Regions from separate parts of the Mus musculus genome. Here region 1 is linked to region 2. A link is a contact called in public promoter capture Hi-C data. All regions are on one chromosome and are shown on one strand. Each heading gives the region's core, a stretch centred on a gene start, on an enhancer-like site or on the middle of the called end of the contact. The rest is flanking DNA. Distances are from core to core; before and after follow the strand shown.

What was found. Promoter capture Hi-C pulls out the DNA fragments that hold promoters and counts their contacts.
Region 1: a contact with region 2 is called in a promoter capture Hi-C map of hippocampal neurons, with 5 times the contacts expected there. The contact joins the promoter of Jazf1 here to the enhancer-like site in region 2. A contact is called at or near these places in 7 of 39 promoter capture datasets (3T3-L1-derived adipocytes, the HPC-7 cell line, embryonic stem cells and 3 more).

What each region holds. Positions count from the first base shown.
Region 1 is chr6:53,065,709-53,070,365 of GRCm38.p6, reverse strand. Jazf1 (JAZF zinc finger 1) reads left to right here and starts at 1,742. Exons shown (of 5, transcript NM_173406.3): 1 at 1,742-1,913. The coding sequence starts at 1,799. It overlaps Gm33097 (a long non-coding RNA gene), which reads left to right and starts at 2,371. Exons shown (of 2, transcript XR_377680.3): 1 at 2,371-4,657.
Region 2 is chr6:50,781,028-50,785,878 of GRCm38.p6, reverse strand. All of the region lies in intron 2 of C530044C16Rik (RIKEN cDNA C530044C16 gene), which reads right to left. Among named protein-coding and RNA genes, the nearest start is that of C530044C16Rik, 7.3 kb to the right of the region's middle. Within about 2 kb of position 2,233, at least 22 of the 459 cell types and tissues checked have an H3K27ac peak or open chromatin away from gene starts, as enhancers often do. A contact at or near this core is called in hippocampal neurons, where this site is marked.

The DNA of each region.
Region 1 (4,657 bases), core at 493-2,992, 2.3 Mb before region 2:
AGAGTTGGGGTGCCTAGCATCTCTAAGGAGGCTGATCTGGCATCATTCTTGGCTGGAGTTTTCTCATTGCATTTCCATGTCACTGGGCGTGAAGTCTATCTGCCAGATATCCTGCTTGCTCTCAGCTAACGGCCTTCCTCCCTGTCTGGGCAGCAGGGCACACTGCACAGTTGCCAAAATTCTAATTCACGGTGGAGAATTCTACCTCCTGCTCTTTAGACCCTTGTCTGGCCCCAGCTTCCAGCCTAGCGGGTCCCTGGCTCATTATCAAGCCCTTGGGTGCCCTTCCCCCATCCTCACTTGGTCCCAGGAAATTATTTCTGGCAACAAACTGAACTTTAATGACCTGCTGCCCCAACCATACTCAACTCAACTCTCCCCTTGGCAAATTTGTCACCTTGTAGGCTCAAAGAAGCGACAGACCAGACAAAAATGTCGATGGGTGAGAGAACTCAGCCTCAGCCTTTGTGACTGGGAGATTGTGAAAATTTTCTCCGGTGACAGAAATACTGCATATGTCTGCATTTACATTTACACGAAGTGCCCTAACAATCCTAATATTAGAGATAACACAAGTGGTATATGCAGTTTAAAAAGACAGGGTTGTTATTTTTCTAGGTATATGCACCAGCGGGTAAATGAAATTGTTCTAAAGACAAATGCTAAATTCAGAATGCATGAATAAATTTTTTAAAAATTACACCCTCGAATCATGCACATCTCCTGGTGCTTCTTGAACACCTGGAAGAAAATATACACCTTGTAGGTAAAATGTAACTGCAACTGCGGTTGGAGACCAGAAGAGAACTGGTTCTTAAGAGGCTATCTGGTCAACAGTATGGCTTAAATGCTCACAGGATGATATAATCCTAACTGATTGGTGAAATCTTCTTTTTAAGTGAAAATCGAATTTGCTTTGACTTTCATTTCCAAACCTCTACACTTGCCCCTTTCGTCTTTGGAGCAGCACTGCCAGACCTGAGCCACAACACGGGGTTCAGGAGGTGCGGGAATTTGGGGTAAAGAAATTGAGATTTTTGTTTTCTCAGAAGAATCAGGGAGAACAAACGTGATACATATGTAAAACACAGTCAAATGCACTTGACAACCAAGCGCTCTATTTTGAAATTTAAATAAAGCTAAGATTTTTCTTCTGGCCTAGGGGGAAAGCTTCATTAAAATCAATTAGTTCCTACTAACCTCCAGAGAATACGGACTTTTTAATTTTTTTTTTTAAATGAGAAAGTTTAAAGAACAAGGTGCACACAATTACCTTTCCTGGGTCCCTAGTGAATACCATCGTCACACCTAGACAGGTGGCCAAGTGCAAACAAATGTCCCTAAGAGGGCTGGGTAACTCCCTGAGTGCTCCTCTGGGGTGAAAAGCATGTGTAATTAATAGATGTGTATCTATTAAGAATGTAGCGCGCATAACCAAGGGAGGCTCCAAGCGGACTGCAGGCACCTCACAGGGCGAAAGGGCAGGCCCAGGGACGTAAAGTTGGAGGCGGGAGCTGCCAGGTGAGGCCTGGGTCGCGGAGGTTGGGGCCCGCACAGCTGCAGGCGCGCGCCTGCTCCCTCCTCCCAGCCGCCGAGTCCTCCCCGCCCCCTCCCCCGAGCTCCCGCCGCCTCCCGCTGCCTCCCGGAGGCTCGGCGCTGCGCTCCACCTCGCGCCCCCTCTCCTCCGTCCCGGGCTCGCGCTGCCCTCCCCGCGCCTGCCCCCTCCCCGGCCCCTCCCTCCGCCTCCGCGCGCGCGGCGCTCGCAGAGCCGACTCCGGGGGGCTCTCGATGTAGCACCATGACAGGCATCGCCGCCGCCTCCTTCTTCTCCAACACCTGCCGCTTCGGGGGCTGCGGACTCCACTTCCCCACGCTGGCCGACCTCATCGAGCACATCGAGGACAACCACATCGGTGAGGCCCGGGTGGGCGGGGGTCGGGCGGCGGGCGAGCCCCGGGGTGGCGCGGGCCGGGCGCCCGAGAAGGTGCGGGCGTGGAGGGCCGCGGGGCGCGGGGATGGCCGGCCGCAGGGTGAGGGCGGGCGCGGGCCGCGGGGGGCGGGTGCCGCACGCCGCTTCCGCCCGGCCCGAGCTGTCAGGCTGGCGGGAGCCGGGGAGGCGCCGCGGCGGCAGCCATTCCGCTTCCTCCCCCGCCTGCGTCCTGTCAGCGCCGGTTGCTAGGTGTGGCGCGGCGGGAGGGGGCCGCGGCGGCGGCGGCGGCGGGCGCGGGGCGCGGGGCGCTGCGTGCTCTGAGCGGCGCGGGCGCGGGGCCCGGCCTGGCGCGGCGGCTGCGGTTCGGGCGGCTGCGGGCCGCGCCCATCCCTGGCCGGAGCGCCCCGAGGCCCCGGTAGCAGAGGGGAGCCCGCGGGCGGCGGGCGGGCGTGTCGCGGCGCCCGCGTTGCGGCTAGGCCGGAGGTGCGCCGGTCCCCGCGGGGCCTGCGCGGCGCGGGCGCGGGGACGCGGGGGAGGGGCGCCCCGCGGGGCCGGTTGTGTCTCCCGGGACCCAGGGACCTCCTAAGTCCTGCGCCCCACGGAAGTCCTTGCATCACATTTGCACGCTCATCCCCACCCCTGCGGAGGGAGATGGGTCTGGTGCTTCTGGCTCAGAAGACCCAGCCACCTGCAGAAGGTGTGGCCGCTCCCCGGAGTGGCCTGGTGGGTGAAGAGGGCAGCCGGTTCCCTGGGTGAGGCTACCTGTGAATTGCTTCGAGAAGACCAAATGAATGACATGGATTCGACCATGTGGATGCAGCTCACGTTTCTGCAAAGTTGAGAGAGTAAATCACGACTGCTGTGCATTTATGCACGAATAAAATGAGGCAGAGCCTCATGCCCCTTTGCTTTGTAGAATGCTTTCTCCTTGCACACAGTGGGCGCTTAATACGCGCTAAGTGCCAGTTTAGAGCGGGATTTGCTGGGCCATCCAGAATGGGAGCTAATCATGGAAACTGTCTGCAGAATGCCTTTGAAAACAGAAATCTGATGAGTAATTGTCAAGCTTTGAAATTTTTCAAAGTTTCAAAGTATCTCCTTAATAGTTTTCCCCATGTCTTCTGATAAAGGTGAGGTAAAGAACCTATGCTCTCAAGTATTGGTGGTCTGAAAAGCGGTTTAATAGAGTAGCAAAGCTGCTGAATCATATCGTGACTGAGTAGTCATAGCTAAAAGTGCTCCAGGTATAAAGTTTCTCATCATGGCTTAAACTGTAGTGATGCAGTTTCAAGACGAGTTTTCCCAGTTCCTCACTGGACTCCCCTTACTTATTAAACTAAACAGAAATGATAACAGAAAACAGTTATCCCAAGTTCCATCCATTTCATCAGTTAATTTATGTAAGTTGAATGAGTAATACTTTTATCTGGTTAACTTTCTTAACTTGGGACTACCTGCTGATTGAAAGATAATTTAGTTTTAACATGAATTAAACACAATTATTTCTTACGAGTTAACTTGGAGCCAGATGATTTAGACTAGCATTGGTAAATCATAAGCCTCTTATTTTGAGTTGGCAAAGTTTTCCCAGTATTGTGCAGCTATCTTTAAAGAGGGTCAAGGGTTTATGAATTTTCTAAAGCTAAACTTTTAAGTGATGATATCTTACTCCCAAAGGTCTAATTATTTTCTTTCAATGGTGAGAGGATTGAAAAAGAAGTTTAAATTGTTTTGGCAAGGCTAACAGTTATTATACTTGGGAAATAGTTGTTCCAGCAAAGTTTTTGAAAAATAGATGTTAAAATGAACAAACACTTGAACCCAAAGCTTGAAGAGGCTGACTGGAACTGCTGTGTGCCTCAGATGAGAAGAGGCCTTCACAGGACAGCGGGCCATGCAGAAAGAGATAGGATTGGAGCTCATGAAGAAGAACGTTTGGCCTAGCTGGTGCTGTATAAATACACTTTAGATAAAGAAGCAAGAGTCAACATACAGAAGTACTCATGAAAGCTCTACATTTTATTATTTATTGTCATTTGCTCTACACGTGATATACGATAAGCTCTATACATGAGATAATGAGGGGTTTTGTTTGTTTGTTTGTTTGTTTTTTTGTAAATGGTTGGTTCACTGATTTAATGTTTTAATCAGCTAGTGGCCCCATTAAAGATTCATGAAGAGACCTAAGATGTATATGTTATTTTAGTTTTATTCAAGGGTCTTATTTAGTATCTTATATATCTGTAAGAGGGTTAGACTCCTTTTGAATTGTTACCATTTAATCTCTAGTCAAAAGCACTGACAGACTTTTCAAAATCCGTAGTTTTCATTATTACTATTGTTTATCACTCAGATTACCCACGTTAAGTTGTGAGTGGCAGTCTTTCTCATATATATATATATAGATAGATTTATGTGTATGTGTATGTACGTATATGTATATATGTGTATGTATGTATAGATTTATGTATGTGTATGTATATATGTGTATGTACATATATACACACATACACACACACACACACACACACACACACACACACACACATATATATATGCGCTTACATGGCTGCATTTTCATGTGTATGGTGATTCTGATTATTGGGCTTGTAGCGTCACCTTCAAAACACCAGTTTTACCCTGCGCTTCCAGCCACAGCTCTTGCTTTTACTCTTTTCCATTTCTCGTAAGGAACAAGGAACTGTGGCTTCAAAGACAAAATAAATC
Region 2 (4,851 bases), core at 984-3,483:
GGTCTCTGTGTGGATTTTGGCAGTGCCCAGAAAGCACAGACTGCACCTTCCTCTTCCCATATGAATACAGCTGGAGACTGCTTCACTATAGAAAGCTACCACTAAGATTGCCTAACCCCTCCTCCTCATGCTGTGCATAACACGAGCAATGAGTTTCAGGGTTGCATAGTAGGTACCCTATGTAAGCGTGAGCACAGTCCACCCAGTCCCAGCTCTGCTCTATATGTATCTGTTGTTTCTTCAGTTCTAGCATTTCTTCCTTCCTCTGTTGCCCCAGTCATGTGTCCAGGACCAAGCCATGCTGGACATGACAGTACCAGGTATGTGTTTCCTACAGAGAACTTACAAAAATCTCTCTTATTGGAACTATTTTACACAATTGGCACTAATCACACACCAATACTTGAATCATCCTTGGATAATGCTATCAAGTCAATATTTCTGTTTCTCTGAAAATAACTGTGAAAAAGTGATATTTAAAAAAAAAAAAAAGAAAGAAAGAAACTGTCTCTTAGCCAGCCTTCATAAACATTTCTGGGTGCTTGGACTTGCATTGTTTTTGAACTGTGGATGTCCCAGCTGAAGTGATCTGAGAGCCCAGGCCTGTGTGCTGGCAGTGGATGCTCAGGCCAGACCTAGTTACACTGGAGTTAAAGAAGGGCCTGAACTTTGAGGGACCTCAAGCTGTCTAGACTTTTCATAACCTTAACCTTCAGTTCTCAGGAAAATATTTGGCTTTTAATATTTCACAATAACTTATTTCATGTCTATATTCCCCACCCACTTAATATGGCCAGACTTAAAGAGATCAAGTGTGTTCTTTCATAGCCATCCATGCAACACCCAGAGGACAGCACTCATGCAACTGGACAGCCAGGGAGCTTAGTAAATCTTCCACAGACAACAAAATCCATTTTGTAACTTCCTACATACAGCTGAAGAGGCACTCACAGCAAGCATTCACCAATCCACAGACTGTGTGTCTTCAGCAGACGTGGAAAATTCCAGCATTCAACCCTATTCTATAAGTGACCATGGCAGCCTCACAGAGGCGGCTCCTCCAGCTCACCCTCAAGATGGAGTCGGGATTCTCATATGTGATCCACCAAACATATTCTCCTTTGCTTTCTTATCACAACAGTGGATGGACTTCAAGCTCCCTGGCTCCCCCCTACCTCTAGCACCTGCCTTGCCATAAGAGAGAATCAGCCAAGAACAAACTCAGCCAGAGGCACTGTGCAGGGAAGGCATCAGCCAAGACAGAAAAGTCTCCCCTCCTGAGGTGACCAGCTCCACAGATGTCCCGGGCTTCAGAACCCCGCAGTGCCAGTCAAGGGTTTGGCTCTGCCGTGGAGCCTCCTCCACGCTCTTGGCAATGGACCCTTTTTGCTGTTATTCCTACTCATTCTCTTCTGGTGCCTGGCCCAGAGTTTGCTTGTCTTTCATCCAAAGATAAAGTGCAAGTACCGAGAAGGCCAGACAGACGGAGAGAAGGAAAGATGGAACTTATAAAAGGCCTTTGCTTGGCTTCTCCATTATAGCTCATTTGACTCGGTGACACGGTGCCTGTGGATTCCTTGGGTCCTGGGTTGAAAAGAATTATGGGATGATTAATTCTATTATTCTTTCCCATTTCATCTTTGAACTTCATTCACACCATTCCAGGTCTCCTTACTTTCATAATTGGCCCCAAAGTTAGTCTCCCCTAAAAAGCAGCATAATTGAAGGTAGTGTTACTAGAATCTCCTTCTAAGCATGAGGCACGAGAAGGATTTTTATTTGAAATGAAAAGAAGCGGTTGTGTGGGTCTGGGTACTGGGGACAGGAATTCTGACTCTGTTCCCATCAAGGCATTGGTCCGCCTGAGCTCTCTTGTCAGCTTCTACTTCGTCCAAATGTTAGAGAGACATTGCAATGTGCCTTTCAGGAAACAAAGACAGAAGACAAAATGATAAAGAACACTAGTGTGGTTTTTAGTCTGTGTTCATCTGGGAGGCATCCAGAAGAGGCAGTGAGAGACTGAAATGTTTAGTTCGCTTTGGCCGCTGGAGAGGTCAGTCAGGTCCGGCATCAACCCAGGCTTGGTCCCAGTAAGCATCTCAGCAGCTTTTGAAATGCAAAATGTGTGCACTCTTTACTGAATAACACATAGAAGCAAACAACTCTCCAAACACAGTAGGAAGGGAGGTGGCAGGGCTGGGAGTGTGAGACACTCACTGAAGACAAACCAGAGCACAGCGCCAGCAACGCCAGCAGTGACAGCCGCCTCCCGAGCCAGGGAAGTAAAGCACACTTTGGGGATGCTCGAGAGCACGATTTCTTATCATCTGAGAACAATTGCTTTCCTACCCAAGAAATGAATGTAAATGGAGACAGCCACTGCCGCCCGTGTGTTCAGCACGCCACTCAGAAAACCAAGCAGAGAGGCGACATGAGGAGGTGCCAGGGCACTTTATAGATGTGCCTGTGTCTGCAAAGGGCCTGTGAGGACATAATGGAGGCTTCTGAGCCTCCCTTCCTCTCCACCCAGTAGGTGAGGCCCACGAAGTCAGAAACACAAGATGGAATGGACATTTTCTTTCTGTCCTCAAACCACCCGATGAACAGCTGTGTCTTGGGGAAACATGGTGATCTCGGATTGGAAAGTGGCACCCCTGACCCCTGGGTAGAATACAGAAGGTAGGCAGTTGTCAGGTGGGTGTGAATATCTGAACCCAAAACACTAGCTTTGACAGCACATGGACCCTTGAATCTGCTGCTGGGAAGGTTTGCTGCAGTGCCAGCAGACAGTCTGTCTTTCAAATGGAAAGCCCAGTAAGAGCCATCTTTGGTGGAAGGTTTCTGTGGAATGCCTTAATTCTTAAATACACAATGGAACCTAAAATATGTGCTGCCATATTTTGGCACTTACATCTACTGCCTTCTAGACTTTCCCTTAGAGAATATTACCTCTATTCATTTCTATTGGGGAAGTCTGAGAACCCCCCTCCTCCCCCTACACACACACACTACCACCACCATTTCCTATGGCAGTGAGAATAGAGAACTGAAGGTTGCCATTGTGTAAACATTCTCACACCAGAAAAGAGACATCCCATTAATTTCTTTCTTACACTGGAGGTTGAACCTGATCAACTAAGCTCTATCCTCGGCCCTTCATTTTAATTCATTCTATTAGTTTTCTTTGAGACAGGATTGTGTCAAATTTACAATCCTCCTGCATCAGTCTCTTGGGTATCTAGGATTGCAGGCATACTCTACGGCACCTGCCTACCACCAAATTAAATTTATAACAGTTTCAGTACTATATAGAAGAGTATAAAACGTTGATCTAGTTGGGACATTTTAAAGATTATCAGAGCTATCTGCTGCCCTTCCCCAAGGAACTGAGTCATCTTACCCCTTGACACTAGGCTTGGCCATAGACTGTACACAGAAATGGCATGACATGAGTCCTGCTGCCAGACTTTCTTGCCAGTGTGACCTGATAGACTCTCTTCTCTCTGACAGGAGAGCATGCCCAGCAGAGGTTTCTTAAACTGGAGTTCCTAGAATGAAGAAGGCATGGCTCACTGGATATTTGTTTTACTTTCTCAGCTTGGTTTGTCACCCTGACAGATTTCCTGCACTCTCTCCTTGTAATATAATCATGCACAGCCCCTGAGAATTAAGTTATATCGTCTTCCCCGTGCGCAGGCTAAGGAAACATATATTCACATCTACCTTCCATGTGTCAGGTGACAACTTAACACTAATTTCTCTCCTTCCAGCTCTTTAGGGCAATTTCTTCACTCCCTGCCTGCACCTTCTTGATGCTGATCCTCTCAGAGGAACCAATTTGTGGAACTACAAGGGTAGAATCCAGCAAAACCGACTCTGCTTTGATATTTTCAGTAGCAAGATGTTAATAGAGGAGTCAATGCTACCAGGAAGGTCAAGAGGACTCGGATCAGGAAGGCTGAGTCTAAGAAATCTGAGCCCTTGGGTCTCTCTCAGCCTCTGCAGCATGAAGACTCAGTCCTCAGGAGACCTCTGAAGTGGTTGAGATGTTACACTTGGAGTTCATCTCTTAACTCTTAGCTGTCTCCAGCCCGAAAGCAGAAGAGACAGTAAACCTCAGCTTCTCAAACTGTGGGTATCGACCTACATAGAGAATTTGTCACTGAACAGAGCGGGGTGCAAAAAGCTTGGCAACAGTAAAACATGTCCAAACTCTCAAACACCAAAACTTGATTCAAAATCAAATGAATGCTGTGTGTTCCTGCAGCGCTCACCCATGTTGCCCTGTGCAGAGTGGCAGAACAGGGTCTTCTCCCGAGTTTGCCATCGAGTCCACCCTCAAGGATTATAATCTTCCCTAGACCTACCTCATTTCTCCTATCAACAGAAACAGAGGGGCTACATGAGTTCTGTGGCTTGGAAACTTACTTGCTGCTGTGCGACCATTTCTTAACTGAAATACCAGAGGAGCCATTCGCCTGCAGCATCGAAGGAGCCAGCACGCGTCATAGCAGCTCCTGGGCCTATGAGGTACGGTTCAAAAATGCCTGAAACTGTCTGTAAAATATCCACACACCCCCTGAAGTCACGTGATTCTAATCATTTTCCAAGCTTTGACTCTGCTCGAGAGAATGTCAAATGCTTGTCTTTTTAAGAAAGAAAAAAGAATTTAGTGCTCTGGGGACAATTATTGGTTGCAGACATACCTAAGGGAAAAGAGAAGGCGTCTGTTAAACGTGAGACAGCGTCAACGTTTCGAGAGCACTCTAATCTTTGACTTAAAACCTACTTCCCAAATGACTTAACGCTCCAATATGTCTTTCCTCAAATGGTACTCTGCTAGTTGGAATA